Regions from separate parts of the Oryctolagus cuniculus genome. Here region 1 is linked to region 2. The links are chromatin contacts, called in public Micro-C maps. All regions are on one chromosome and are shown on one strand. Each heading gives the region's core, a stretch centred on a gene start, on an enhancer-like site or on the middle of the called end of the contact. The rest is flanking DNA. Distances are from core to core; before and after follow the strand shown.

Region 1 (6,135 bases), core at 2,210-4,709, 210 kb before region 2:
AAACAGGATGAAGAGTCAAGATATAGACTCTCACATACTCACATTTGGCCAATTGGTTTTCTTATTTGTTTATTTATTTGAAAGGCAGACCAAGAGAGAAAGAGAGCAAGAGTGAGTGAGTGAGTGAGGGATATATATTCTATTTGCTGGTTCACTCCCCAAATGGCAGCATCAGCCAGGTCTGGGCCGTGCTGAAGCTGGGCGCCAGGAATTCCTTCCTATTTCCCACATGGGGCAGCAGGGGCCCAAGCATTTGGGCCGTCATCTGTTGCCTTCCCAGGCCTATCAGCAGGAAGCTGAATTGAAAGCAGAGCAGCCAGGACTCAAACCAGCACTCCAATACGGGATGCTGGTGTTGCAAGCAGTGGCTTAACCTGCTGTGCCACAATGCTGGCCTCACCAACTGGTTTCCAACAAAGGCGTAAAGACATTTCAGTGGAGTGAAAAATAGTCTTTTAATCAAATCATGCTGGGATGATTATATATCCATATGTGAAAAGTGAATTTTATACAAGCATTGCCCTTTATGTAAAATTACCTTGAATTTGAGCATAGAACTAAATGTAAAACTTAAAACTTCTAGTAGACTACAGGAGAAAAATATCTGTGACCCGTGGTTAGGCCAAAATATCTAAGCCTTGCCACTAAAAGCCTAATTCAAAACAGAAAAAAAAAAAAGAACTTTATCAAAACTAAAAACTTTCTGTCCTTGAAGAGACATTTAAGAGAATGAAAAACAAAACACCTAAATTTTTAGAAAATATTTGCTAACCATGTATCTAATAAAGAACTAACATCTAGAATATGTAAAGAATTTTCAAAGTGAAATAATGAAAAAACCTAATTTAACAAAGAAAAAAATTTGAATACTTACTTCAATAAGGAGAAATTGATAATAAATGTATACATGAAAAGATACTGAACATCATTAAAGGAAGTGGAAATTAAAACCATGATGATTAAAAAGAGCGACTTCACCAAACCTTGGCAAGGATATGGAAGTCTCATAGCTCGTTGATGCCTTCTGATAGGGTATGGCTCTGTTGGAAAGCTCTCGGAGAGTTTTTTTAAAGTTAAGCATCAACTTAGCATGTCATCCAGCAAAAATCTTAGGAGAAAGGAATCGGACACAAAATGAGGTGCACACTATATAATCTTGTATATATAATAATCAAGAATTGGTGGGCCGGCGCCGTGGCTCAATAGGCTAATCCTCCGCCTGCGGCGCCGGCACACCGGGTTCTAGTCCCGGTCGGGGTGCCGGATTCTGTTCTGGTTGCTCCTCTTCCAGGCCAGCTCTCTGCTGTGGCCCGGGAGTGCAGTGGAGGATGCCCCAGGTCCTTGGGCCCTGCACCCACATCAGAGACAGGAGAAGCACCTGGCTCTTGGCTTTGGATCAGCGCGGTGCGCCGGCCCCAGTGGCCATTTGGGGGGTGAACCAATGGCAAAGGAAGACCTTTCTCTCTGTCTCTCTCACTGTCCACTCTGTCTGTCAAAAAAAAAAAAAAAAAAAAAAAGAAAAGAAAAAAAGAAAAAAAAAGAATTGGTAAAACTAATCTGTGGTGGAAAAAGAACAGTAAAGTCCTGTGGAAAGCGTATCTGTTGAGTGAGGAGCACAAGGAAGCCTGTTGAGTGCTGGCAATAGCCTGTGTTTTGACCAGAAGTGGTTACAGACACATTTGTATAAGTTCATTAAACTGAACTTCTTTGACGTTATATCTCAATTAAAAAGACTAAAGATTTCCTACCCTTCATTTTGAAGTCTTGAAACATATGTAAAAATAATTCATTGATCAAAGAGAGAGTCTAAATAACTTGTCAAGATTTCATAACTGGTAGTGGCAGAGCTGGGATTAAAATCTAAGTCTCAGGGCCAGTGCTGTGGCATAGCCAGTAGAGCCGCCACCTCAGTGGCGGCATCCCATATGGGTGCTGGTTCAAGTCCTGGTTGCTCCACTTCCAATCCAGCTCTCTGGTATGGCCTGGGAAAGCAGTAGAAGATGGCCCAAGTCCTTGGGTCCCTGTACCTACGTGGGAGACCTAGAAGAAGCTCCTGGTTCATGGCTTTGGATCGGCTCAGCTCTTGCCGTTGCTGCCAATTAGGGAGTGAACCTATGGATGGAAGACTGTCTCTCCCTCTCCTTCTCTCTCTGTGTAACTCTTTCAAGTAAAAATAAATAAATCTTTAAAAAAAATCTGACTTCACCGAAATCCCTGCTTTTAATTATTATTTTTTTAAAGATTTATTTTATTTATTTGAAAGAGTTACAGAGAGAGGTACAGAGAGAGAGAGAGGTCTTCCATCCGTTGGTTCACTCCCCAGATGGTCGAAATGGCTGGAGCTGTGCCAACCCAAAGCCAGGGGCCAGGAGCTTCTTCTGGGTCTCCCACGTGGGTGCAGGGGACCAAGGACTTGGGCCATCTTCCACTGCTATCCCAGGCCATAGCAGAGAGCTGGATTGGAAGAGGAGCAGCCAGAACTAGAACCAGTGACTATATGGGATGCTGGCACTTCAGGTTAGGGCTGCATCACAGCACCGGCCCCTTAATTATTCTACTACATAACTTACTCCTACACTGTCTGCTAATCCCAACAATATTATGAAATGCTGCATATACCACCTATATACCACCTATAGCTTTTGAAAGTAAAGGAATGAAATAGTTGTGCTTTGTGTGTGAGAGATGGGGACAGAGAGAGAGAGAGAGAATATCCCATCTGCAGTGGCCAGGCCTAGGCTGCAGCAAGGAGCCAGAAGGCAGAAATGTAATGGTCTCCCATGTGGGTGGCACAAATCTCAAATCCAAATACTTGAGCCGTGAGGCTGCCACCACGGTCTATATTAGCCGGTAGCTGGAGTCAGGGGCCAGCGCTGGGAATCCAGCCTCTGTACCCAGTTATGGAATGCAGGCATCTGGAGAGCTGAGCCAAACACCTACCCCTGCTTTATAACCTATAAGCAAACAGAGTCAAGGAGGAATGAAAACAACTGTTAATGAAGAAAAAACACCTGTTTTCAGTGCACGCCATTGGCAGTTGAAGGGATAGGCAAGTTGGTAGGAGGTAGCTCAGTCTGCAGTCTCCAGGAAGGGAGGATCTTTAAGCACAAAGAGAGAGGACCAGCTGGCTGTCACCTGGCCCCGCTCAAGTTAGTGTGAAACAAGGGAATCAGAACAAAGTTACGCAACACCAGCCCAAGGCCAATTACTGTCCCTGGGCCTAGGCCACGTTTCCTCTTTGTTTATAAGAGTGTCTGTGTGCATATGCACGTGTGCTTGCAGGACCAGCAAAGACCAGTTCTGAGAATAACTGAACACTTGAGAGCGGAACGCAGTTCTACTTAGGTGAGTGTGGTTGTTTCAATACAAAAGCTTTTCTCGCCCTGTTTGCCTTCCCTTTATCATCGTCTCAGCTCCTGTCCCCTGGGAAAGCCACGCTGGAGAGCAGAGCTTCTGGCAGATGGAATTTGGCAGTGGTCAGTCTCAGTAGACAAGGGCCTGAGGACAGGAAATTCTATTCAAGGCCATTTGCTAAGCAGTTAGTGAGAAGGAAAAACCTACCCATGTTTTGGTTTGTAGGTGGAGGTTGAAAACTCTACCCCTGTAGAGAACAAAGTTGTAAGTCTACCTGCATTGCTTGTTGGTCTTTATATATATATATATATATATATATATATATATTTATATGTATATATATTTGAAAGAGTTACACAGAGAGAGAGAAGGAGAGGCAGAGAGAGGTCTTCGTTCCACTGATTCACTTCCCAGGTGGCCACAATGAAGCCAGGAGCCAGGAGCTTCTTCTGAGTCCCCCACGTGGGTGGGGGCCCAAGGACTTGGGCCATCTTCCACTGCTTTCCCAGGCCACAGCAGAGAGCTGGATTGGAAGTGGAGCAGCCAGGACTTGAACCAGAGCCCATATGGGATGCTGGCACTATAGGTAACAGCTTTACTGGCTATGCCACAGCACTGGCCCCTGGTCTATTCTTAACTAGAAGGACAATATCCAAGTGGTGATTAAATTAAAGTCCCACAGTGACCCTTTGTATTAATATTTATTAGTAAAGGCATTTTTTAAGATTTATTTTTATTTATCTGAAAGGCAGAGTCCCAGAGTGGGAGGGAGGGAGGGAAGGGGGGGACCTCTCATCCACTGGTCCACTCCCCAGATGGCCACAATAGTTTGGGTTTGTAGCAGGATTTGTGGACCAAGACACCGAGGCCTCTCAACAGGAAGTAGTCTCTTATTATGCTGACGTAAGGCCCAGGTGAATTTTTTATCCAAAATCCCAAGTCCTAAACGAAGGAAGGTTTTCCCTTATCCATGGGGTCTCCCTTACATGGCTGCCTGCACACATTTGATTGGATATTTTGATGTTACATGGTGGCCACAGGACTGATACAATACTGCCCATGTGAACATAGTTACTGAAGATTTTTTTTACACATATACTGAGCTGTAAGCTGTCTGGCAAGGGTTAACATCATTGCTCCGTGATAACAAGCAGAACTCAAATGGTTACATGTGAGCAGATAGGAACTGCAGTGGAAGCATTCATAGGCAAGCAAATAACAAGCACATTTCATTTCCAGGACACATGCCTCCCTTTTTCTTCTTCTAACCTTGGGAAGGCCTCTACCACAACCTTAATCATGTCAGTTAGAAACAAGTTTAATCAAAAGACAGAGGCCTCTGTCACAGGTTGGGCCAAGCCAAAGCCAGGAGCCAGGAGCTTCCTACAGATCTCCCACATGGGTGCAGGGGTCCAAGGACTTGGGCCATCTTCTATTACTTTTCCCATGTGCTTCAGCTGGATTGGAACTGGAGCAACCGGGATTCCAATCGGCGCCCATATGGGATGCCAGCATGGCGGGCAACAGTTGAACCCATGGCGACATAACGTAGACCCCAATAAAGACCTCTTTTTGTCTAACCCTTTTATCTTTGCATCCAAGTTTTGTGGGCCTTCCAACAAGGACACGTGAATGGGCTTGTGTCCAGAGCTGTCTGCAGCCCTTGGGAGTGAGGCAGCAGCCCTTGGCTCTACTGCTGGACCCATCCTGTCAGGGAGGCTGGTGTCAGCAAAGCTTGAGGGTAACGATGAGCTAATTATCGGAAGCCGTGGGGCTTCAGAATGTATTTGCTTCAGCGGGTTTTCATGGCTTGAATTTTCATTTATCTTCTGAGCATACCCTGGGCTGGTTCCTGTGAGTCAGCTGCCCCCCTGGAGCCCTTGTCCTGGCTGGCCAGGGTTCCTGGAGTTCTTTGGAGCCTTCTGCATGGGGTTATTTCTGTGCAGCAGAGGGCAGTATTTTCAAATGCTCAGGCATTAGCTCCTCAGCTTTAGGAGAACCTGGGAACTGGAGACTCTAGGAGGTGGCGACTGACACGTGTAGCCCCGAAGGGCAGCAGGAATGCTCCGGGAGCCCACCCCGGCCAAGATTTTAGGGGGATTGCTCCCACGGTTCTCATCCTCTTGTTTGCAGATGATCCAAGAATGTAGTCTGAGTACTCCGTTTTACAGATAAGACGGCCAAAAAGAAGGGACGCCCTCAAGGTGGCACTGCTACTTAGCCACAGAGGTTAGAGTAGATCAGAGCTGGGATCAGTGACCAGGAGTCATCTGTTTACTGAGATTTGTGCTCTAGGTGTGGGTAGCATGGCAAGGACGATGGAGTCCGAAGAGGAAGAACAAAGGTCAGAACTGAGTTCCAGAAATAGCAGCAGCAGCATGGACTACAGAAATTGCACAAGTTTTTTTTTTCTCTATATACACTTTCCAGTTACTGCTAATGTTATATTTAAAAAATTGTTAGGGAAAGGCTTCTATCAAGTATCAAGTATCAAGTATCAAGTTCTCTCCCCACAAAGCAAGCACTTTAATTCTTATAACTTTTTCTTCTGGTATCCACTTCGATATTTTCATATATTTGTAATTTCTATGTGCACATATTATGATTTATTAACTTACCAGTTTTAGACATTATTATGTTATGGTGGATGAGGGTTTAGTATTCTTATGCCTTCTCTTACATATTGTCTTCCTGTGTTCTCTTTATAGCCTCTTAAAGTGCACATAGTACAATATTTGGGGGCCAGAGCTGTGGCTTAGTGAGTAAAGCTGCCACCTATAG
Region 2 (6,293 bases), core at 2,091-4,590:
ACTATCCTGATATTCTGTTCTTCTACCCTGCTGTCTGGTGACTTCTCTGAGGACCGAGTTTCAGCAGCAAAGCGGTGCACTCCGTCATGAGCAAGAAGCATCGGGCTTTGCTCTGCAGGCGTTGGGGGATGATGTGTCTTGTTGAGGGGTGAATAACAAACGGATTTAATTCCTGCTTAAAACAATCATTGTATTCCAAAATAGAATACGAAAAATTCCTCTGTAATAGAAAAAGAAATGTGATTCCAACTGTATATTTTCTTTTCTTTATTTATTCTCTGTAAGTCTGTCAGAATGATAAATTGTAAATAACAATGATTAAAGAGTCGTGCTACTGATGGAGCCCTCTTCCTGCGTGAATTGCTTCAGTTCTGACTGTTGTTACCCTCCTCCCTACGTTATTTCTGGAGAAGCCATGGGGCACAGGGCCGAGCTGGGGTGTAGGTGGGGTGGACAGCTGTCTTTTGGGGCTGACAGAGGGGTATTTAAACAGGCCTTGAAAACATTAGTTGAATACATTAGTTGACTTCACACTGGGAGAAAAGCATCTTGGTTTTGAACAAATCCAAACACACTAGAGATTGGGATTTTGTGTCCTCACAATTAGTCCAGTTCTGGAGAACCCAGTGCAGGCCAAACTCTGAATGTTTATTGTTATTGTTCCAGATTTGTCTTGTTTGACACACAGAAATCCCTTCTCAATCAAAATACGATCTGTCTCTAAACATGTCTCAACAAAGACTAGGAACAACCAGAATACAGACTCACACTTCACAACAGAGATCAGGAGAAAACCATCTGGAACAACATGTTTCTGATTTGTCCCCTGAAGAGGAAGTTTATATTTTTACTTTTCTGAGCATGCTTTTTTCCAGCAAGGATCATAGTGGGTAAAGGAATGGATATAAATTTTCAGAGACTAGCCAGAGGACTCATGAAAGCACACCCTGACTCCCACGCTTGATCCTAGTCAAAAGGCTGAGAAGCGGCACACCTTGACTCCTCAGCGTGTCTAGTCTGCAGGACTAAAGGCTAGGCGTTCTAGTAGCTGTGTGGTGGGAGTGGGAGTGGGAGTGGGAGTGGGAGTGGGAGGAGAAACAAAGGAGGAAAACACAAACAGGAGAGCAGAGATAGTTAAAGTGACACCACACCACTTGTAACACCAGGCCAAGATTTAAAAGTTGATATGTTTATGGTATAAACATGCTATGCATATATTTGAATATATAAGTCACTGGGCACAGAGATTATATCTACTCTTGAATTTGAAATAACACGTTAAAATTGGCCTTTTGGCTAAGATCAAGTGTGAAATAACAAGTTAAAGGACTCTGTATTTTATTCAGAGACTAGCAAACTGATTTATCTCCGTTTATAATTGTATATTCATTTCTTAGTTGAAGAAGAAATGTACACTATTCTATCTTCTGGGCCTTGAATCCTAAACAGCACTGACTCCCAACACACAGCCTCTTATCGTCTAATGAACTGGGCAAAATCCTGCTCCCAAAGCTGTTTTGGGTCAGGTTGGATGTATAACGATTTGAAGGGAAGAGGGCTGGGATGAAGAGTTCATACAAGGGAAGCCACATGGCACTTCCAGCAGCATTCTTCTGCCTCTGCAAACTAGAGACAAGTTACTGCTGGCGAGTTTCATATGGACTGAGAACAGGGCTCTGTTGTGGGAGCTTAGATGCACTTACCCATCCTCTACCTAAGGACTGTTTCAGGTACCATAAAAGGAAATCTGTTTCAAGGCTTAGGGCAGAGGCAAATTTACTACATGAACCAATAAATAGTAGAAGTTGTTATGTTTGCTCCATCCCAGTCATGGGACCACTATGTACCTCACTGTGCTGGTTTTCAGGAAAACGGAATGAGTTCACACACAACACCTAAGATACACAGCCTGGGACGATAAAAACCATACTTATGCACTTATTTGGCAATAACAGTTTATTATGTGGTTACAAAGCTGCATCCTACATATGATAAAATATTTTTAAAATACAAAATTAATTGACATCTAGCAGAGTTCTATTCTCCTGGTCCCTCTGGCACCTCAGCCCATCATAAGCATCCTGAAAGCAGCAGCTTTAGCTGAGTAAAGGAACAGGTCAGAGTGGTCTCACTAGGCTTGGATGGAAGTCATGGTGGAGTGAGATCGCTGATCTCACTCTGAAGTCTTCTGGCCTTCATTTAATCCATAGCCTGTTCTATGCTGGTTATCATCCCATGACCGTGGGGATGCTGAACATCTGGGGTCTAGCCCCACCTCCTCGGCAATAATTAGTTTCCTATGTAATTGACTACAGAATTCTCTCTTTTACATGTCACCTCCCAGCTCCAGCATGTTTTAAAAGGAGCCTTTTGTGCTAGACTCTCAGTATTGAGGTTAACTATACCCCAGGATGTTCAGAAAATATTGTTAACTTGTGGTTTCTTTAGAACAGTGAGATGAGGGTAGAAAGTGATTTTCACACCAACTATAAAAAATTTTTATTTAGGAATTTAATATTCAAATAGATTTGTTTGTTCAATCTATATTTTATTGGTTCAGGTGATAACTAAACTAGTTGGTACCCTTCTGGGATCAAATGCCAATATAGATTATGTGAGGCTTTTGCTGAACCATTGTTGATAAATAATGAAAACTTTGAAAATGCCATGAAGTTGATTAAAGCATGTTCAGTAGAGACCTATGATGGTCTCTACTAACTCAGCAGGAACCAAGTCTAGTGATGGGTCTGCCGAGGCTGCTATAAATCCAGAAATCCAGATTAGGCATTAGAAACTTCACAGCACTTTTATATGTATGGAATCTAATAACAAACAAACAAAAAAGATGTCTGTAGTTTTATGGCTTTGCTTTTATTTCCCTAGCAATTATTATTATATGTATTTTCCAGGAGTGTCTATCTGGGAAGTCTCGGAAACAGAACCGTTGCTTTACCAGAGTTCGCAGTATTCCAGAGAACCAAGTTCTGAGATTGATTCCACGCCCATGATTCTCCGTAACATTCTTAATGAAACCCATGTTCATTTACAGAGCATGCTTCACAGGAAGAGGTCAGAAGCTGCGCTGTACAGTGGCTCAGCGCCCCATCAAACACGGAAGGGAAACTAAAGTAACACTCGCAACTCGGCTTCTAGATCCAAATCTCTCTCGTGTTAACCAGGAACTGCGGTGCGACCACTCCCACACCCAACAGCCGCGCCCACCGGCAACAGCACGAAGCACAGACGCCCAAGAGCTGAACGCGCCAGGGGCGGGCCCTGCGCCGCGAAGGGGCGGGGAGAGCCCGGATTGGCTCCGGCCGCTGCGTCGCGCGGCTCCGCCCCTCGGCCTACCTCACCCCACAGGCCCGGCGCTGCCCGGCGGACGGCGGACTGCGATTGGCGGGCTCGGGACGGAGTCCGCGACGCAGCGGGAGGTGGGGCCCAGACCGGGGCCTAGTGAGTGGGGAGGGTCGTGTCCGCCGCCAAGGAGGCTGTTGGATCCGAGCGCTTCCGACGGCGTTTGGGGTGCGCGAAGATGGGGAAGGTGGTTTTGATCACGGGAGCCAGCAGGTGAGGTGGTGGCGGGTCAGGGGTGCGAGGGGGCAGGGGTCTGCGACCCGCCTCGGGCTGACTGCCGGGAGCGCCCCTCTGTGGAAACCTGCTCCAGGTGTTCCACCGCAGATGTGGGGCATTTTGAGGGTGTTCAGGGGCTGGCGCTTTGAAGGTGAAAAGGGAAACAGGAGGGTGGCAGTGAGGATCCTGTGGTTATGAAGGGAAAGAGGGGCTGCCCTTGCAGCCCCCGCCCGCTCCCCTCTTTGACTTCACTCATTCACCTGCGGTGTGGTCCCCACCACGTGGCCGTGTTCTGGATTCCAGCTTCCGTGAGCGTTAGGACCGCGGGTGCTGGGCACCTGCCACTTTCTCTACAGAGACGCGGAGGCAAGGAAACTTTTCCTGCTGAGACGCGGGAGGAGTGCAGCTGCCACTCATCCCGGCGTTGCTCATTTGGACTCGGGCTGTTTTGTTCCTTATCTGCATTTCCATCAAGGGTGTGTGGGGGAAGAAACTAAACAAAGTTATGTTTCTACTTGTTGCACTGATGCTTGTGAAATCATTTACAATTGATGCACTCTGAGTTACTACCCAACCACATCCGTCCCTGTGAACCGGTTTCAAACTACGTGTCTGCCACTGGCACTTTCTTCGTGTGTTCTCAGAATTGCTTATGTGTTTCTCTTAAGTATATTGTGATATGTGCAATTGTATACTAGTATTAAAAGCCTGCTATTCTCAAGTGATGACGTATAAACCTAAATATATTTGATGCTGTGTTGGCAGAGCCAACAGATTACTATTGGTTCCAGTCTGTTTTGAGTTTCTGTTTACCTGCAGTCAGTCTAAGTTTTGGATGAAAACTTATTACTTAGGTTTTCTCTGCTGTTTGCCTCGCTGGTCGGACTGCTGGCCTAATTTTCTGTGCCGTTTTCTGTTGCTCTTTCTGAAGTAGTAGATTCATCTTTGAGTGACGTACTCATCCGTGTTTCACTTTCTTGGCCCTCATCTGATAGTAACTCTGTTCCTACCTTCTATGTAATCATCCCACATTCTTTCTTTTGTTTATTTATTTGAGAGTCAGTGTTACAGAGAGGCAGAGAGAGAGAGAAAGGTCTTCCATCTGCTGATTCACTCCCCAGTTGGCTGCAAGGGCTGGAGCTGTGCTGATCTGAAGCCAGGAGCCAGGAGCTTCCTCCAGGTTTCCCACCCTGGTGCAGGGGCCCAAGGACTTGGGCCATCTTCTACTGTTTTTCCAGGCCATAGCAGAGAGCTGGATTGGAAGTGGAGCAGCCAGGACTTGAACCGGCGCCCATATGGGATGCTTTACCCGCTACACCACAGTGCCAGCCCCTCTCCTTACTTTTTTTTTTTTTTTAAGATTTTATTTATTTATTTGAGAGGTAGAGTTACAGACAGTGAGAGGGAGAGACAGAAAGGTCTTCCTTTCATTGGTTCACTCTATGCCGGTGCATGGGCCCAAGGACTTGGGTCATCTTCTACTGCTTTCCCAGGCCATAGCAGAGAGCTGGAGTGGAAGAGGGGCAGTCGGGACTAGAACCCGTGCCCCCATATGGGATGCTGGCGTCGCAGGTGGAGGATTAACCTACTGCGCCATGGCGCCGGTCCCCCCTCTCCCCCTTACTTTTACAGATTTACTTGAAAGGCAGAATCTCATACACACATATGGTGGGAGGAGGGAAGGGGAAGGATTGATTTTCCATGTGCTTGTTGACTCCCCCAATGGCCGGCCCCTCTTTCTCTCTCTATTAGCTGTTCAGACATAGCAGTGGATTGAATTCTTTCTTGTTACTGATGCCTCTTCCTGAAAGATTCATCTGTTCCCTTATCAGGGATTTTTGTTGCTTGCCACAGCGGTAATGATACCATCAGCCGTTGGCCTTGAGGAACCTAGACAGCAAAATAAAACTTACAGGCAAGAAACAGATAATAAGATAATAAGAAACAGATAATAATAAGTGTTTTTAACACTTGCTGGTACTGTATTGAATTGCTTTCATAAGTGGCACTATAAGTACAAAACAAAAACAGGCAGCATAAACTGGATTCAACGAAGTGCTCAGGTACAGTTGATTCGCAGTCCAGTTATTGTGTCAGTGAACTGGTTAGGAATGGGAAGAACATAAACTGGACATCATCTTGAGCCAGTGGGAGAGATCTCTTTTCTTTCAGTAACGTGTGAGTGTTTTCTGTCTGGGCTGCTCATCGGAGCTCAAGTTTTCTGAGCCAGAGAGAAATGCCTCTGGCACTGTCTCAATTAATGTGTGCCCCGTGTTTGAATTGTCTTCCCAGTGGCATTGGCCTGGCCCTCTGCAAGCGGCTGCTGACGGTAGACGATGGGCTGCACCTGTGTTTGGCGTGCAGGAACATGGGCAAAGCCAAAGCCGCCCGCGCTGCTCTGCTGGCCTCTCACAGCGGTGCCCAGGTCACCATGGTACAGGTGGATGTCGGCGACCTGCAGTCGGTGTTCCGGGCTGCTGATGAACTCAAGCAAAGGTCTGTCCCCAGCTGATGGGCTTTCTTCCGTGAGATCGTGTTGCATGACATTTCATAAAATAAAGGATAGGAAAACCTGCAACAGGAAGAGGGACACTTTAGATATTATGCTGAGAAAAACTATATAGAGTGACTCTTTACGTCTCAATACCACATTTTCACCCTCAATCATGATCATAAGATTTTGTTATGTATTTACCCTGACATATGGTCAGTTGTGAGGC

The links. A called contact is a pair of places that touch in the nucleus more often than the background predicts.
Region 1: a Micro-C map of ear pinna shows a contact between it and region 2, with 4 times the contacts expected there. The contact joins the enhancer-like site here to the promoter of HSD17B7 in region 2. A contact is called at or near these places in 5 of 6 Hi-C or Micro-C datasets (ear pinna, embryonic fibroblasts, liver and 2 more).

Annotation. Positions count from the first base shown.
Region 1 is chr7:36,120,230-36,126,364 of mOryCun1.1, reverse strand. No RefSeq gene overlaps it. Among named protein-coding and RNA genes, the nearest start is that of DDR2, 37 kb to the right of the region's middle. Within about 2 kb of position 3,459, at least 1 of the 8 cell types and tissues checked has an H3K27ac peak or open chromatin away from gene starts, as enhancers often do. A contact at or near this core is called in ear pinna, where this site is marked.
Region 2 is chr7:35,905,142-35,911,434 of mOryCun1.1, reverse strand. It overlaps HSD17B7 (hydroxysteroid 17-beta dehydrogenase 7), which reads left to right and starts at 3,340. Exons shown (of 9, transcript XM_051857185.2): 1 at 3,340-3,570; 2 at 5,866-6,069. The coding sequence starts at 3,536. It overlaps DDR2 (discoidin domain receptor tyrosine kinase 2), which reads left to right. Exons shown (of 17, transcript XM_017345723.2): 17 at 1-342.